Regions from separate parts of the Mus musculus genome. Here region 2 is linked to region 1. Evidence: chromatin contacts called from public Hi-C data. All regions are on one chromosome and are shown on one strand. Each heading gives the region's core, a stretch centred on a gene start, on an enhancer-like site or on the middle of the called end of the contact. The rest is flanking DNA. Distances are from core to core; before and after follow the strand shown. Region 1 has its middle 5.3 kb from the start of Gm47944. Region 2 holds the start of Ccdc105 (coiled-coil domain containing 105).

Region 1 (5,445 bases), core at 2,181-4,680:
ACCAAGCGTGTGTTTGGCACCCAACAAAGCCAGAAGAGTTGCACTGGTTCTCCTGTTTCAACAGTGATAGACAGTTGTGTGCAGTCCAGTGGGTGCTGGGATCCCAGGTCCGCTGGAAAAGCAGCCAGTGCTCTTAACCACTGAGCCATCTCTCCAGCCCCAGAGTCAGTTTCCTGAATCTGGCTTATTTCACTTAAGGCAATGATCTCTACTTCCATGCATTTTTCTGTATGTGCAATGATTTCAATTTTCCTTATGGCTGAATAAAATTCCATTATGTACATTGCTAGTTTTTTTTTTTATCCATTCATTTTTTGTGGGCATTTAGTCTGGTTCCATTTTCTTGCTATTGTGAATAAAGTAGCAATAAACAAGTATCTTTGTGTTATTTGTGTGTGTGTGTGTATGTGTTAAGTCTCCAAGATATATGCCCCATGGAGGGTACAACTGTGAAACTGTATATTGATTTCTATGGTGGCTACACTAGATTCAGTTCCCACTGCTAGTGTTGAGAATTCTTCTTTCCCTACATCCTTGCCTATATTTGTGACAGTGGTTGTCTTGGAGACAATTGTTCTGACCAGGGTAAGATGGCATTTCAAAGCAGCAACCAGACCTCCCAGAGCTCCCAGGGACTAAACCACCAACCAAAGAGGGACCTAGGGCTCCAACTGCATATGTATCAGAGAATGGCCTTGTCTGGCATCAGTGTGAGGGGGGCCCTTGGTTCTGTGGAGGCTCGATGCTCCAGCATAGGGGAATGCTAGGGCAGTGATGTGGGAGTGAGTGGGTGGGAGGGGGAGCACCCTCATAGAAGCAGGGGGCATGGGGGATAGGATAGGGGGTTTGTAGAGAAGAAACTGGGAAGGGGAATAACTTGAAATGTAAATAAATAAAATAACCAATAAAAAAGAAAGAAGAAGGCTGAACTCTTTTTCAAGTATATATTGAGTATTTGATTTTCTCTTTTTGAAACTTGTCTATTCTGTTCATTAGCCCATTTATAGGTTATATGATTTTTGGTGCTTAATTCTGCAATTTTTCAAAAAAATTTCAATGAAAAATTTTTTTAGTGTATATATGGTGTGTGTGTGTATGTGTGTATGTGTGTGTGTGTATGTGTGTGTATATATGTGTGCATGTGTATGTATGTGTGTGTATGTGTGTATGTATATGGTATGTTTGTATGTGTGTGTATGTATGTGTGTGTGTATACACATGTGCCATGGTGCTTGTGGAGGCCAGAGAGCAACTTTTGATTCTGTCCTTCCATCCTGTGGATTCTAGGGATCACACTTAGGCCACCCAGCTTGAAGCACATGCTTTTGTCCACTGAGCCTCCTGCCTGCCTGAACCATGCAGCTCTTTGTATATTTCAGTTATGAATCCATCAGCTGATGCAGAGTTGGTAAAATATTTTCCACTATATAGACTGTCTCTTTGTTCTGGTGGAGGTTGTCTTTGCTGTGTAGAGGCTTTTTAATTTTATGCAATCCAGCTCTTGGAACTATGTCTTGTGTTGTTGGCATCCTTTTCAGAATGTCCCTGCTTATGCTTGTATCTGAAAGTATTTTCCCTAGTGGTTTTAAAGTTTATGCTTAGAGGGTCAGGTTTTACTTTGAGATCTTTGATACAGTGTTAATTGTGCAAGATAAGAAATATGGATCTAGTTTCATATTTTTGGCATAAGGATATCCATTCTTCCTGTTGCCATTTATTTTATTTTTATTTTTAATTTTTGTTTTGAGCCAGGGTTTGTAGTTTTGGCTGTCCTAGAACTTTCTATGACTCAACTTGCCAGTCTTAAGCTCACAGTGATCCTCTTGCCTCTGTTTCCTAAGTTCTGGTACTAAAGGTTTGTGCCACTATGCCCAGCCCAGGACCATTTAAGAAAGTCTTTTTCGAGGGACATCTGTGCCAAACATCAGGTGTGTTTGTGTGGGTTTGTGTCTGACCCACTGCTCTGTCCCATTGCTTGGCATCTATCTTGCTTTGTGTCAGGATCATGCTGTCTTGTCACTATGGCACGACAGTATAATTTAAGATCAGATATTGTAATACCTCCAACATTGTCTTTCTGCTCAGGATATCTGTGTCTGTTTTTAGCCTTTTATTCATGTTTCCATATGAACTTTAGGATTTTCTTTTGGTTGGTAGATATATCTTTGCAATTTTGATGGTAATTGTATTGATTTTGTACATGGCATTAGTCAATACAGGTCTTTTCATGTTACTAATTCTGCTAGTCCATGAGCATGGGAGAGTTTCTAGATTCTAGTGTTGCTGTGGACCAGACACAACCGGCCTCAGTTGGGCCCCCTCAATCCGCAGGAAAAATCAGGGTTCCGGTACAGGTGGGCAGGGAGTTGGCAAAAAGGATGACAAACAGACATGGACACAAGGGAGTGTTGTATCTGAATGTAATTTGTCACAAAGCAAGCAGACTTATAAGCGACTTTTACACAAAACAGAGGAATGTATACAAAAAGCTAAAAGGAGCCAATTGGGATAAAAATCAATGTTGACAACTGGGATCAAAAGCAGGCCACCTAAGATCAGCTTAATCACAGGAGCCAGGTGAGTGCTCTGATGCAATGCTAGTTTATTGTTAAACCCACCACCAGGGGTCCTTTAGTAAATACCTGATTATGCTATTCCTCTGGGCCTAGTGAAAAACATGCACCAGGGGAATTCCGTTCTACTAACTCTTTCATGAATAATACTTCAGTTCCTCCTAAAACCACAACCCACCTTCTTGCTAGGCCATTGTAAATTCCTGTGTATGGGAGTGACTCGGCTATTGTTCTAAGTATTTACTATGTAGACTAGCCCTGAGATTTCTAGCTCTATTCAAGTAAATTGTAATGCCTGATTTCTTCCACTGTCTCCCCTACGATACTAGAGGTAATTCTGAATGTTACTGAATAGGTAACATTCTTACTGAATTCCAAGCCCAGGGTTGGCTCAAGGACTGCCTAGGACATTGGAATACTGGTGGAGGCTAATCTAACTTAGCTATATGTCAAAATCAATCCTTAAAGGCACTCATAATAAAACAATATTGAAAGAAAGCACACAGATCCGTTTACCAACTAAAGCAAGGACATTGGAGCATTCGTTATTACAGGATGCCATGGTTCCAGGAGACTAAGTTTCCATGAACTTTTCACTTTGGGACTGCATCCAAGCTTTTGAGCCTGTCACTCAAGTGGAGTGGGTATGGCATAGTGCCATCTTTTAGTGCCATTTGATATCTGCATACTGGGCACTATCTGTGGGGATCTTATGGGCTTTGGCCCCACTGGAGCCATCAAAGAGTTGCAGTTCTCTCCAAGGGGGAGCCCGAGCAAGGTGGGCTGCTGGTCCTTTCCGGTGGCTGGGCTGCAGCTTCCCTGGAGTTGGTGGCAGGCCGCAGCAGGACACAGTAGCCAGCAGTGGGCAGCTAGGAGTCAAGGTGTGTGTGTGTGGGACACCAAGCAGGAAGTGGCTGTGGCAGAGTCCACAGCAGCTTCCATAGCAAAGCTTTGGGAGAGATTGCTCTTCCCTGGAGTGTTACAGCTCGACGAGACAGGCACGCTCAGATGATCTTTGATGAAATAACTTGTGCACTTTATTCCTTGTGGATAAGATCTTATAAAACTTTTGAGGTGGGCTGGGGGCTAAAGGTGGATGCTTTCTATTGGCTTGGTCTGAGATGTTAGGGATGCCTCATCTGCATGTGGAGGGGCTGTAGGTGTTGCACCTACATGACTGACTGACACAGTTCTCTCCATGGAATGTCATGGTCATGTGTTCCCGGACAGGAACCTGCTGGGAGTAGATTTAAATGCCTACCATTCTCAATCATGAGAACTGCCTGAGCTCCTGAATCCATTTAGAGTTGAGTGTTCAAAGGTCTCTTATTCTGCATAAAGTCTGTCTGTGGGTCTCTGTATTTTTTCCTCTCTGCTGCAGGAGAAAGCTTCTCTGATGATGGCTGAGCAAGGCACTGATCTGTGAGTATAGCAGAATGTTATTAGGAGTCATTTTATTGCTACATTAAAAAAGTAGTATTTGGCTTTACCCTAAGTTCCTGAGCTATCTAGCCTCAGGTTCTTAGTCACTCAAACCATGTCAGGTTTGGGTTCCATCTTGTGCTGAAGTCAAATCGACATTGGTTAGTTACTCTTACAAGCTTTGTGCCACCATTGCATGAACATGTTAGCATACCATTGTAGATCAAAGAGTTCATGGTTGGATTGGTATTTATGTTTCTCTTTTGGTAGCATTCAGAGTACCTTCCTGTACTAGAGAATCTAGAACACTGTGGAGAATGCTCTATATAGGTACCAGCTTGACTCCTCCGTGTTCACAGAGTTGTCTTCAGCTATGGGGCCTTGCTGTTAGTTTATGGAGAGCCACTTATCTTCTCAGCAACAGCCTAGGTTGTTTGGGGATTCCCATGGACCACTATGACCAACAACTTGATTAGATATAACCTAATCCCAGTACTAGAAGTTTCATTTGTGACAAGAGCTGGCCAGTTGAGAGTCTGTCTCCCCCATTATTTGATGACTCCATTTAGGCTGCCTTTATATATGTGTATATTTTAGAAAGCTTCTACTATATTAGGTTTCCATATTACCCAGTGGCTCTTAATTTTATCTGTCTCCCTCCTTTTTTACCCTTTACCCTCCCCTTACCTGCTTTAGCTTCCCATTTCAGTTTTCCCATCCATACATACATATTCTATTTCCCTTTGCTAATAAGATCTGAATCCATAGTCCCTCACTCTAGACCTAACCTCTGTCATTCTATATATTGTAGCTTGGTTATCAATGACTTAACAGGTGGTTTCTGCATATAAGTGAACACATTCTATTTTTGTCTTTCTGGGTCTGGGTTACCTCACTCAGGATGATTTTTTTTTTCTAGTTCCACCTGAAAGAACCTAACCCACTCAATTTTAGAACAGGCAGTCATGTGTGACCTTAACTTTCAATTTCCTGGGCTGGAGAGATGGCTCAGTGGTTGAGCACTCACTGCTCTTCCAGAGGTCCTGAGTTCAATTCCCAGCAACCACATGGTGGCTCACAACCATCTGTAATGGGATCTGACGCCCTCTTCTTCTGTGTCCGAGAAGAGCTACAGTGTACTCACATACTTTAAATAAATAAACAAATAAAACAAAAACAAGCAAACAAACAAACCAAACCCAAAAAAATCAGTTTCAGTTTCCCAAAGAAGCAGGCCAGCCTCCCCAGGAGGAGCCACTAATGGGTCATTAGTCAACAGTAGCCTGACATTTGGTGGAGAGGGAGGATGAACCAAGGGTTGAGTCGGTTCCTAAGACGCCGAGAGAGATAACGAGCCCTGAATTGGGACAGTTCTTGAAATTTCTCTAATGCCTGACCAAAAATGGTAAAGCTAATATAGTAATCAATCAGAAATTGTACTAATGCAATT
Region 2 (5,445 bases), core at 2,092-4,591, 230 kb after region 1:
ACTGGGATCAGAGGTGTGTGCCACCATTGCCCTGCTATTTATTTATTTTAATCAGGACACAGTTGTAAGCCTATTCTTGGGCACCCCCAGACTGGTGGCTTTAAACTGCTCTGGCCTCCTTGCGTAGTTATAACAGGGCAAACAGAACACAAGGCTAAAGACATTTGCTATTTGACTTTAAGAAAAGGCCCACGGAGGACTGGTAAAACAGGTTAGCAGGTGAAGATAATCCTGATGACATGAGTTTGATACCCAGTACACCCGTGTAGTGAAAGGAGAGAACCTACATTGGGAAGCTCACAGCTGTCAATCATTCCAGCTCCATGAAGAATCGACACTACGGGTTTCTTAGGAGCACCTGCACAACGCACACACACCCTTCGAATATACACATAATTAAAAATAATAAAAAGTGATTCTGTGACGTAACTCAGTGTGTTCAATCCACGGCACTTTGAAAAATGTCTTCCCTAAATGAATCCTAATACTTGTCAAGTCCCTACTGTGTGCCAGAGATTGTGCTGAGTGGGGATTTGATGCTTGCCTAACAGGGACAAAATGGTCAGATCCAATTTCTACCAAGAGAAATCTACAGTCAGGTTTGACTAGCAGTTGGGTACCAAGAGAATAGGGCTATTTATTTACTTACTGTTTTTTTTTTAATGTTTTTATTAGTATCTAGTAATTTTAGACAGTGAGTTTTATCATGACATTTTTTTTTCAGAACTGCACACAATGTAGTTTGACATCCCTGTTTAGATCAGAGCCATTTGTGTATTAGGCATCCAGGGGTCCCTCTCCAAGTACCCCCTAACCTTGAGCAAGTCCTCCGATATTTCCATGTCCTTCTCCATTTTTCTCTTCATGGACTTCAGTTCCTTTTTCTCCCAGACAAGCAAGCTGTCAGCCTTGTCTGGGATCTGGAAAAAAAAAAAAAAAGGTGTGGGGGGGGGGGGGAAGAATTACTCTCAAGAGAAGGCTGGAGGGAGATTTCATACTTTTGAGTAGAGAGGACTCCCACATCTTTGTGAACTGTGGAGCTTGCAGCTGGAGTAGTTTTGTTCCTTTGGGGGAGGCATGGGTGGGATGGGGGATGGGGTGAATGTGTGGGAGAGTGGAAGTGTCTCTCTGAGAAGAATTGATCTTTCCAGGAGGTGTGCCTATGACTGGCTGAGGGAGCTGTTTGCTGATATTTTAAAGTTTGCTGTTTGGGCAAGGCAGCTTGCCCAGTGAACTCCGGGGATATCACCTGTCTCCAGTCCTTAGTGATGGGGCTAAAGGCGCTCTCAGTACAAAGGCATAGTTTCTGGCATTTTTGTGGATTCAGAGGCTTCAAATTAAAGTCCTCACGTTCACACAGCAAGGGTTCTTACTCACTGAGCCCTCTCTCCAGCTCAGGGATGGCTTTTATCTTTTGTTTTGTGTGGATTCTTTTGGTTTGAGACCTGGGAAATCATCAAGTGCCCTTGGCACTCAAGACCTTAACCAGGTCTGAGGGTGTTTCTCCCTTAAAATTGGGGCATCAGCAGGGCAGTGGTGGCACACACCTTTAATCCCAGCACTTGGGAGGCAGATGCAGGCGGATTTCTGAGTTCAAGGCCAGCCTAGTCTACAGAGTGAGTTCTAGGACAGCCAGGGCTACACAGAGAAACCCTGTCTCGAAAAACAAAAAACAAAAAACAAAGAAACAAAAAAAGAAAAAGAGAAGAAGAAAAAGAAAAAGAAAAGGAAAAAGAAAAAGAAAAAGAAAGAGAAAAAGAAAAAGAAAGAATTTGGGGCATTATGGCCTCTTGGCCAAAGCAGAATCTGTGGGTCTGGTGAACTTTTTGGAGCAGGAGTAGATGTGATGTGATATTCGAACTTGGAGATTCGAATTTCCCTCTTTGGGAAGATTTTTATACAGTGTGACTTGGGGCTGCGGTGGGGATGGGGGAGGTGGGCGGGAGGTGGGGCGAGGAGAGGGGTCTACCCTCATAGCTTAGATTTGAAACAGTTTTTCTATTGGGGAAAGGCACCTGGGCTGTTCTTTTGGAAGTTCCCTGACAGGAACGAAGATATTCTAAAGAGACACGTAAGTCCTTCAATCTAACTATTAACAGACCCCCAAGAAACTGGAATTCACCCCAGATATCTCCTCCTGGGGAAAGGAAAAGGCCTGGTACCAGGTGGAGGAGAAACTCTCATCCCAGAAGGGATTTCACATTGTACTGACAGCTAACCAGACCCTTGGTCGAAAGAGACTGAGCCTAGACAAAAGGTCAGCGATGGGCAGGGCCACGCCTTAACTCGAACGGCTTAGATGTGGGTAGTGTGGCTCCCTCTTTAAACTTTAATCTCTCAGAACAACGAAAATGGACAGCAGAGGGTTACTGGAGGGATATTTTTGCCCTTCTTCGAGAAGTGCTCTCATTGGTTAAATACCCTATCTGCTTTTTACTATTAATTTTTCTGTTCTACTTGGTGTATAGAGGACGGGTGGCCGAACCTGGTTTCTTGGAGGCACAGATTGTGACCTCAATTTCAGTAACAATTTTTGGGAAACTCAGGCTTTGGAACTTGGAGGTGTAGCCACCCTATTTTGCGGGTGTCCTCGCTGGAGATGGAGAATAGGGTGTGTTGTCTGTCTGAAGAAGGAAGCATCAACCTCTGTCTCTGGTGTGGTGGCGGGGAGGGTCGCACCTTCTCACACTTAGGTCGGTAGCCCCGCAACTTGACGCTCTGCTGATTGATGAGCAGGCCCTTGCGCACCTCGCTGAGCCTGCGGTCAGTGGCCTCGCGCTGGCGCAGCAGCAGCCGCAGCTGCCCATTGATCTGGTGCTGTGCGCGGCCCAGGCGGGCGGCGGTGAGGCGCGCCCCGCGTGCGTGCGCGTGCACCACCTCGGCGGTTTGCTGGGCACGCGCGTCGCGGTGCATAGGCAGCGGTAGGCGCGCGTACCAGGCCGGGGGCTTCATCTTCCCTTTCCATAGGGTGACGCCTTCTCCGGGCGGTGGCTTTTCCAGGGTGCCGCCCCCTTTGAGCATCTCTACCCGAAAGCGCCAGGGTTCCATGTAGGCGGCGCGGCCCAGGTGGTGTGCCACGTTCGGGTCCAGTACACTGTCCTTGGGCTGCCACATGGTCACCGCCTCCTGCCCACAGCGATCGGTCAGAAGGTGTGCCTTGCGAGACGTGGCCTTGGCCGCCTGGCGCCATTCTGGAGCCCCAACGCGCGAGTCCTGGCCCGGGTCGGTGGAAGGGAGCAACACAGGCATGGTTCCTTATTTAGTGCCCGCGATCTCCTCGGAGAATGGACAGGGGTCCACCCAGCCCTAACCACACACCACTCTTTACTGGTGGCTAGAATGCGTGCTCCCAGAGCTCCCCTCACCGTGGCAACCAGGACAACCATGGAGATTGCGTTCCAGGGGCGGGGGATGGGAAAGGCAAAATGGAGAACTAGGCCTGGAAATTCAGACTGTATTCCTTGAGGGAGCCGCTTTTATGGAGTTCCTCTCTCATTGTTTCTCTTGATTTTGGAAATGTGTCAACCAACCTATATCTACTAGTAGATAACACAGCCTTGCATTTGGAAAATCCTAAGGAATTCACAAACTAGTACTAATATTAGTAGTTTTGAAGTATACATGAATACCATATACATATATTTGTGTGTGTACACCACCACAGGGTGTATGTACTGGTGAGAGGCATTGTGCAGTAATTCGTTCATCATGAGGGGTCCCGGAATCATACTGAGCCATCTTGTTGGCTCCCAATTATGTTTTTATACTCCTGAAATGAACAATCAACAAAACAAAACAAAACCCAAAAAACAAACAACAACAAAACCAGAAAAAACCCCAACAAACAACAGCAACCTGAATTAATACAATTCCTGGGCAGGAGAGATGGCTCAGTAAGGTTAAGAGCACATATAGCTCTTCTGAGAACTTGAGTTCAATTCCTATCACCCACATCAGATGGTTTACAACTGACTGACACCTAGGGGAATCTGACACCTCGGACCTCTGTGGGCACTGCATTCATGTGGACAGATCACCCCCCCCCCCATACACAGAATTAAATAATAAAAATATATAAATGAAAAAAAGACTACAATTTCTGAAGCTGGGAAGATGGCTCAGCTGGTAAAGTGCTTGCCTTACAATACAACATCTGAATTTGATTTCCAGAACCTACATGAAAACATGCCAGGCTGACCCGGTGGTGAGATTGTAATCTCAGCACTGGGTATGCTAAAATGAGGATTTCTGGGGCTGGCTGGCCACTAGTTGACCTGGCCACCTCCTGGGGAGTGAGAGATCCTGTCTCAAAAATGGTGGAAGAGCTAGCTAAAGACAGACACCTGAGGTTTTATGCACCTTAAACAAACAAACCAAAACAATGCAATTCCACTTAAAATAGAGTAAAAAAGATTAAAATATGTAATACTCTCCAGCTCTTAGGACAGTCTAAGTTCTTTCTTACCTCAAAATTGAGAACTCTTTTCTTCTCATAGAATTTTCCTTTGCTGACTTCGTGGTTTACTTCATTTCGATCTTCAGAACCCAGCTTATATATCTTAAAGGAGTCTTTCTCTACTATGACCACAGTGAGCTTTACTCTCCTATTGCACAGGGTTTTTAGTGCAAGCTACCAAAACTAAAAAGATGGTCTCTTAGATGACAGTTACAAAATAAAAAAAGAAAAAGGCCCAAGCCAATGCTTTAAACAACAAAAATCAACAACCGGAGACTCAAAGAAAAACAACCAAAGCCTTGAGTCTTTTTCAGAATAGGAAATAAAATAGATATCAGAAGTGGATGGATGGAGGGAACTGGGTGAGAGGGAGTGGAGAAGGGTAGTGGGGTGGAGATCAGGTGTAGGGAGAGCAGGGGAGAGAACAGAAATCATCTGTGGATGCTTGAGGGGCGTCTCTAGGACTTGTCAGAGGCCTGGGACTGAGGGAGACTCCAAGGTGGCTACAGTGATGACTCTAGTTGGAACTCCCATCAAGGGGGGAGATATTGATCTGGAAATGGCCACTTCCTGTAGTCAGGCAGGAATCACAGTTGAGGAACAAGGACAACAATCCACTCACAAAACCTTCTACCTAAAATGTGTCCTGCCTACAAAATGCACAGGGCAAAGATAGAGCGGAGACAGAGGGAATGGCCAACCAATGCCTGGCACAAATTGAGACCCACCCCATGGGAAAGCATCAATCTCTGACACTATTTATGATGCTTTGTTATGCTTGCAGACAGGAGCCTCACATAACTCTCCTCTGAGAGGTTCCACCCAGTAGCCAATGGAAACACTCAGAGACCCATAGCCAAACATTAGATGGAGCTTGGGGAGTCTTGTGAAAGAGTTGGGGGAAGGATTGAGGGAGCTGAGAGGACAGGAACTCCAGAGGAAGACCAACAGAGTCAATTAACCTGGACCCTTAGAGGATCCCAGAGACT

Evidence for each region. A called contact is a pair of places that touch in the nucleus more often than the background predicts.
Region 2: a contact with region 1 is called in a Hi-C map of uterus, with 2.4 times the contacts expected there. The contact joins the promoter of Ccdc105 here to the enhancer-like site in region 1. A contact is called at or near these places in 12 of 39 promoter capture datasets (the 3T3-L1 cell line, 3T3-L1-derived adipocytes, the C10 cell line and 6 more), 5 of 15 datasets of contacts at CTCF or cohesin (embryonic stem cells, large pre-B cells, pro-B cells and 1 more), 52 of 484 Hi-C or Micro-C datasets (the AML12 cell line, B cells, the C2C12 cell line and 19 more), 12 of 115 datasets of contacts at active chromatin or transcription factors (embryonic stem cells, stem cell-derived epiblast-like cells and stem cell-derived neural progenitor cells) and 3 of 9 other capture datasets (embryonic stem cells, liver and pancreatic islet).

What each region holds. Positions count from the first base shown.
Region 1 is chr10:78,522,516-78,527,960 of GRCm38.p6, forward strand. No RefSeq gene overlaps it. Among named protein-coding and RNA genes, the nearest start is that of Gm47944, 5.3 kb to the left of the region's middle. Within about 2 kb of position 3,431, at least 7 of the 459 cell types and tissues checked have an H3K27ac peak or open chromatin away from gene starts, as enhancers often do. A contact at or near this core is called in uterus, where this site is marked.
Region 2 is chr10:78,749,726-78,755,170 of GRCm38.p6, forward strand. It overlaps Ccdc105 (coiled-coil domain containing 105), which reads right to left and starts at 3,342. Exons shown (of 7, transcript NM_027630.1): 1 at 2,680-3,342; 2 at 816-920. The coding sequence starts at 3,249. The region is part of intron 1 of Gm30400 (predicted gene, 30400); the gene reads left to right.